Linked DNA regions of Bicyclus anynana: region 2 is linked to region 1. Evidence: chromatin contacts called from public Hi-C data. All regions are on one chromosome and are shown on one strand. Each heading gives the region's core, a stretch centred on a gene start, on an enhancer-like site or on the middle of the called end of the contact. The rest is flanking DNA. Distances are from core to core; before and after follow the strand shown. Region 1 holds the start of LOC112048080 (transcription factor Adf-1-like). Region 2 holds the start of LOC112053265.

The links. Hi-C and Micro-C count contacts between places; a contact is called where the count stands out from the background.
Region 2: a Hi-C map of whole body shows a contact between it and region 1, with 2.6 times the contacts expected there. The contact joins the promoter of LOC112053265 here to the promoter of LOC112048080 in region 1.

The regions. Positions count from the first base shown.
Region 1 is chr11:1,826,393-1,830,069 of ilBicAnyn1.1, forward strand. LOC112048080 (transcription factor Adf-1-like) reads left to right here and starts at 2,047. Exons shown (of 3, transcript XM_024085451.2): 1 at 2,047-3,036. The coding sequence starts at 2,904.
Region 2 is chr11:2,025,582-2,029,468 of ilBicAnyn1.1, forward strand. It overlaps LOC112053265, which reads right to left and starts at 1,943. Exons shown (of 7, transcript XM_052884491.1): 1 at 1,761-1,943; 2 at 390-549; 3 at 61-238. The coding sequence starts at 539.

The sequences.
Region 1 (3,677 bases), core at 797-3,296:
ACCTTAGCATAAGATTGTTTATTTTTTTCTAATCTCGCTGCCTTTATAGGGCAAGTTTTGGATATGGCTAAGTGAGCTCCACCACAATTACTGCACTTCAATGTATCAGCCGTGCATGCTTTGTAGTGGTGTTCACCAGCACAGCGTGAACAGACCTGTATATTTTTGCATATTTTCCCATAGTGATTAAATCTCATACACTTGAAACATTGCATTAGCGGAGGAATATATGTATAGACCTTATAACGCCAATTGTCTAAATATATATATTGTGGTAAAGTTGTTCCTGCAAAAATTACACTAATAGTTGACAAAGGAACAACATCGTCTACAACCTTTTTCATGAATCGTCTTACACCAATAATCTCACACTCTGAAGAAAGTTTATTAAATAGTTCATGGTTACTGGACTCTTTAGGTATAAACCTGACAACCCCCACCCTCTCCACAGAAGATGCCGGGATGAAGGCACGAAGATTGTAAACCGTTAGGCATTCATGTTTGAGAAAATCATTGGCTGCTGTTGCTTGTTTGAATACTAACATTATTTTGTTAGCATTAATGCGCCTGCTCTCATAGATACCTTTTACTTGTTTAAAGTATTTGGACACAACTAATGGGTTTTTGTTCCCCAATTTAATTTCCGCCTCACTGCTTTCCACAAACACTGGGAATTCCGCGTTAGTGCTATTATCCGTGTAGGCTCTGCTATAACCTGCCTTTATATAGGGTTTATATTTTAAACTCTCGTCCTCACCAGACTTATGCACTTTACGTTTTTTTCTGTCTAGCCTTTCGTAGGCATCACCATCACTGTCTGACGGCATTTTGCCTGATTTAATTTACATTTGTACACTTTATTTCACACGTATATTACTGAAAAAGTTTTAAATTAAAATTTTCAATTTTAAAAGCGCGCTTCTCGATTCCCGCCAAAAATCCAATCCCCTATATGTTAATTTACTCTTTGGCCACAGACTATGACAAAGCATCATAAATAATAATCTTCATTCTTAATTTGTCGTCTGTGATGAAAATGGGCCAGGAGGACACAGACAGGCTAAATACAGGCCACCTAGATCTTGGATCCAAAACTTTTTAACAAAGTTGGCAAAAACGTCTCAACAGATGGCAGTAACTTTCAGATTCAGTGTCAATAAACTATGGCTCAGGCTCACTGTTGAGCCCGAGTCTCCTCTCAGAATAAGAGCCAGAGAACGACTAGAACGAAAAAAATAGTAGATTGTTAACGTAGGTGGAAAGACTCAATTCCCGAGGTATTTAGACGCAGGAGCGTAGCGAGGACGGCTATAGTCCGAGTAGGAATTGGATTCTTTTAGCCGTGTTTAACACTCTACTTTTCATTTTGAATATGAGGTAAATAAAACTAATTGTCTATCTAAACTATTTATTGATAATATATTATAGCGGACGCCCGCGACTTCGTCCGCCCTTACTCCAGCCCTTACAGTAGTATCACTGGTAAAAATGGAGTAACTTCTCCCGTTTTCCCAATATTTCCCTTTACTGCTCTGCTCTTATTGATCGTAGCGTGATGAAAAGTATACTTAAACCTAAAACTAGTATAGTAGTAGTAGTAGTATACTAAAACGATTCATGAGAGACTGTTAACAGACGGACGGACAGCGGAGTCTTAGTAATAGGGTTCTTATCCTTTGGTTACCGAACCCTAACAAGCGTCGATAGGGTTTCGTCACAGTAAAAATATATACAAGCAGTAGTTTGACTTCATACTAGAAATCGAAACGCGAGCTATACCTACACATCTCGAACTCGGGGCGTGCGTGGGGTGCAGACTGTGCCAGGAAGGCTGAATTTTTTATCGTCTATTCTTTAGTGTGGGGTATCGTTATCGGCATTTTTGTGCATTACATAAGGGATTAAAGTGCTAACATAATCTACGGAACCCTACACTGCGCGTGGCCCGACTCGCACTTGACCGGTTTTTTTATTATACGGTCACGTAGTGTGGAGGTAATACCTAGATGGCATCACTAAAATAAACATATGAATACGACCTATCCTTCAAGGTCATTGATTAGTATCAGCCATATTTAAATCTACCAATCAAAAAACAACACGCATTTTATTGATCACTGATCCTATTTTACTACAATTTACAAAGTATTTAATTTGTTTATATAAAAAAAGTATATTTACAATCACTAAACACACAAATTATTTAATTATTAAATGGAAACACAAAGTTGGCAAATGTAATTAAAATCCTGGAGGCGGGCAGCCCTACATGTTTACATACCGCGCGGCTGTATGTATTTATTTAAAAAATACGGCCGAGTTACAATACTGCTTGTATATATTTTTACTGTGGTTTCGCCGTGCCGTAGTTCGTGGCATCGTCCCACTGCGTCACCGCGCCGCGCCGCTCGATACGCACGGCGCGCGCGGACCGCACGCCCCGCGCGCCCCGCACGGCACTCCGCGCCATCCCTCGGCACCCTCACACACCCTCCGCCAATACTAACAATAAAACACGTATTTACGTACGCGACCTCATCTAATTATCCTCATTCATGTGGTTTAAGTAACAAAACATCTTTATTTGATGTGACAGTGTAAAAAAAATAATTAAGTTAAAAAAGTTAATTCATATTATTTTATTAGATTAATAAATCAAATGTGCCTTAGATACAATTATAGGTACATTGTTAAGTTTTCCATTGATCTTCCAAATAACTGAAATAGGATAAATAACTAAATTTAATAAAAAAACATGCCTTAACCTAATTACCTGCAATAGCGAATTAAGTGTAAATTAGTTTAATCCAGTTTTATCCGTATTCGGTTTGAGCCGAGTTCAAAAGTTCCGAGTTTAGTTCAAAAAATTCAGTTCATAAGTTCGTTCACGAGTCGCCTATAGAATGAACGAGATCGATTTGATAAGGGAAGTGGAGAGACGACCGATTCTGTACGACAAAACGGTCAGTGGGTTTAACAAAACGAAACTACGAGATAACGCGTGGAAAGATGTTCAAGAAACTCTCAATGTGTCTGGTAAGTTTTTCAAATAAAAAAACATTTTAAAAACAAGTTGATTGATACTAAATTCATACAAAAATACCCAGTATTTTGTACGATAATACCTACTGCAGAACACTTTATTATTATACAACGGTTTAATATGCGCCAAACATGGATAAACACATACCTAGATAGTGTGTTGTCCCCGGATTCGTAAGCTGTTTTATGTGCCCCGAAATCGGGGCATTTGACGCATTAACATACGAACAATTTTTGGATTTAGTAATAAGTAATTTCTGTCGAGTCGAGTACGAGCAATTTTTGGATTTAATGCCCAAAAATCGTTTGTACTTGAATAAAATACTAAAGTAGTTCGAACTAGGCCTTACGCTCACAAGTGGCTTACGTTTGGAGTGTTTGTTAGGTGTTGCAGGTCTATAGGTTATTAATCTAAGGCGCCAAACTTCGATTCCGAATACACTAGACGTAGCGTATGACTGTGCGCGAAAGCATAACCAGATAACCCAGCGGGGTTAGAAATTATAATGGGTAGGTAGCTGCGCAGTTCAATGTGTTACAATGTCAGGGCGGGCTCGGCGCATACCTATCTAGATCTACCAGCTAGCAGTGGCGAAGTATGGAATTTTGATGAAAATAAGCCGTCATTAAGAAAA
Region 2 (3,887 bases), core at 693-3,192, 200 kb after region 1:
GGTACATCTCACCATGAGATTAGCCATGACATAAAAGGATTGTCATAATAGAAGGATTACCATCAATATATGAAGAGCATTTATTTAGAATCTCTTTCCAATACTTCATTTCCGAGATATCCTTACAAAGGATTAAGACCGGATCCTTCAGTTTATTGGACACTGCATTCAAGAAGATAGCAACTGTGTGCGCCTTGCCACATGACTGGGGAAAGTTAACCACTGCTCCCGGGGATTTCTGAAAAATTATACTTAAACTTAGTAAATTATTCATATTCACGAGGGCTGAGATATGGAGGTAAACATAACCAACTTAGGACTGAGAATTAGCAGATATTCAAGAAGGGTTTTTAATTTTTTTTTGCAGATCTCACTAAATTTAAAATTACCTTGTCAAATTGTTCGAATAGGAACCTAAGCGCCTCAACTTGATGCTGTTCCAGTAGGTAGTTATTCACTGACACACCTTTATCGTTTAGGTACAGTTTTTCATTATCGTTGCTATGAACGAGATTTCCGCTGTTATACAATATATTCATTTTTGTTTTACTGAAACAAATCATTAATTTGGTTAAAAAAAGGTTATACTTAACATATCTATACAGTGGTGTGCACTTTATGGTACACAAATACACTGCCCACTCTGAGGATTTATGAAGAACTTGTGTTGGAGATGAAATTTGTCAATTGATGCAATGTTTATGGCAAGCTACTGTCTATAGTGGTTTTGATAAATATATACTCAGAGGCAAAGTGGGCGGATATTTGTGGCTCTGAGTACCTATATTATCTGTATTCAATGCAAAACAGATTTACCACACAACACTTGCCATAAATGAAAATTATCCAGAGTAAATCCAAAACATAAATGACTAATGCTAAAAGATGATCATGCAGAGGCTACAGGCAATTTTTACACAAAATTGCATTCATAATACATTAATTGAACCGGGCTTTAATCTTAATCTTTAAAATGGCTGGACTGATTTTAATGGATCTTTTCCTGGAAGATAGAGGAGGATATTGAACATCTAGACATTTTATACTGAAAAAATCTATGGTGTGTTCAGTTTATTAGTGAGAATTTTAAAAGTACGAAGTGGCAAGCTTCTGTTAGTATATAAAAATAAAACATTAAATACTCACATTTAATTGAAAGGGAAATAGATTGATAAATACAGGTATTGCCCAAATTAAATTTTGGAAGCAAATATACATTTCATTAATCTAAAACTAATATCTCGTGCATGCAAAATGTTAGTTATCCAAGAGGCAGTTTTTAACCAGAAATACGGCAAAGTAGAAATCTGAACATGTACATTACTTACTTAAATTTCAATTTATGAAGTCAACTGATTCAATCTATTCAATATAGACAGAGTCATAAGCAAAACATACAGCATCTCCAGATAAAAGAGAGCCACAAATACCGATACACTAGTTTTGTGCACTTCTATATCTTCAAACTCCTGCATAATATGCCTGTTTTTATACAAAGCATCGAAGAACATTGTCATATCAAGTTTTCAAAATGAGTTCCAATTCCCCGATTGTTTCTCGCACTTCACTTCATTACATTTTGACTTATGTAGTAACTTAAGTTTAACTATTAAAAAATTAAAACTACTAAATGTGTTGAACCCTCAAACCAATAGGTTGAACCCAAATGTTGGGGTAAATACGTGGTGTTTAGTTAATTTTATTTTGGGCACAACAATATTTAGCGTACAGATATTGATAGTAAAATTGTTATACTTTACGTGTTATTTTATTTATTTTATCGGAAGAAGTTCTTCTCAATCTTATTTATTATTTATTAGTATTCCACTCGAAATAAAAATATTTACATGCACTTATTTATTATTATTACTTCACATATATTTGACACTGAACTCATGAAAATAGAAACAGAATTTCAGAAACACAGACACACAAGCACAACATTAATAAACAACTTCTTATTACAACAGCAATTTTTTGACTTACAGGCCATCTAGACCTTGGATCTAAAACATTTCGACAGAATTGACAAAAATGTCTCAACAGATGGCAGCAAATACCAGTGCCAATTTTAGTGTGCTCAATAACAATAAGTCACAACCATTTATTTCGTAATAATTTCCATGGATGATTCTTGCACATTAGAATTATTATCTACGATACCTATCTGCGAATATTATTTATTATTATTAAAATTATTAAAACATAACCCTTCTTTTGCAGTTGGGTTAAAGATAACCTAAAACCTTACCTTTTAGACATTATACTTGTATAATTCACACGTTCTCTAAATTCTTTTTTTACGAATATGCTTTCGGTATCGCTATCACTATCATCATCACAATCTATTATTAGTTGAAATAGTTCCATATCGCTATCGTCACTGCTATAACAATCCATTTTAATTTTGTAATAATAAATCAATGTTAATTTGTTACGAGTAGATACTAATTTTCAAAACACGAAATAGTAGATAGGACCTATCGATCAATTTTGACGGATAAACGAATGGCGTTAGGTACTATCGGTAGCTTCGTCTATCAGACAGTAACTCGGAACTCATAATATATAAAAAAATTCAACCGACTTCCAACTCAAAAAATAACTTTAACTAAAAAGCAAAAAATAACATCCTAACTATGTGCTACCTTCTGATCAGTTTGAAGGCGGTGCCAAGCCAGTGATGTTTTAATTAAACACGGTTAAACTACAAAATTTATGTGTTTCTTTCAGAAACAGTTTTAATTAAAACACGACACTGGCTTGGCACCGCCTTCAAACTGATCAGAAGGTAGCACATAGTTAGGATGTTATTTTTTGCTTTTTAGTTAAAGTTATTTTTTGAGTTGGAAGTCGGTTGAATTTTTTTATTAAAATTTTTATTTTTTTATTTTTAGTGTTAGCATACCTACTGCGTGTGTACAGTCACAACCTATCTAAGTCGAAAGTTCTTATCAATACAAAATTATCAAGTCCAAACACAAGGTAGCTACTGTGAGCCGTCGAGGAGTTCTCTTCACTGTTCCTCGTCTTCACCATCAGACCCTTAATACAGTCACAATCCATCTAGGTGGAAAGTTCTCATCAATACAAATTTATCAAGTCCAAACACAAGGTAGCTACTGTGAACCGTCGAGGAGTTCTCTTCACTGTCCCTCGTCTTCATCACCAGACCCTTAATACAGTCACAACCCATATAGGTGGAAAGTACTCATCAATACAAATTAATCAAGCCCAAACAAAAGGTGACTGCTGTAAATCCTTGACGAGTTCCATCGTCTGTGTTTCGGCTCCATCATCAGACCTACTCCAAACCTTCATAAAATTGTAGTGGTTTAAAATACCTTATGGAAACACTAACAAACGCACTAGCCGTCTCTACAACTTTCGAAAGTTCCCCTCAATTTCTCCAGGATGCCATCATCAGATCCTGACATGAAAAAAATGGGACCACCCTGGAAGTAAACCCTACAAAACAAAAAAATAATTTTCAAAATCGGTCCATAATTGACGGAATTATCGCTGGACATACATAAAAAAAAAAAAAAAAAAAAAAAAAAAACATACATACAGCCGAACGTAGAACCTCCTCCTTTTTGGAAGTCGGTTAAAAAGAGAGTTCGTATCTCTAGTACCCTATCCGTCCTCCTAAGGATAGATAATAAACTTCGATAGGGTGCGCTATCTGTCAGTAGGTTATTGAAAAGCAGATACGAACAGAAAGATAGATTTGCTTAACTTTAGTAAGTGAAATGGCGGATAGACCTATCTATCCGCCATTTCACTAAAAATTATTGAAAAAATGAAAACGGCCGTAAATATTTATTTAGTTTAATAAATAACTTGTTCACCATTTTATTTTTTAAAACTATTCTAATTAGTTTTAG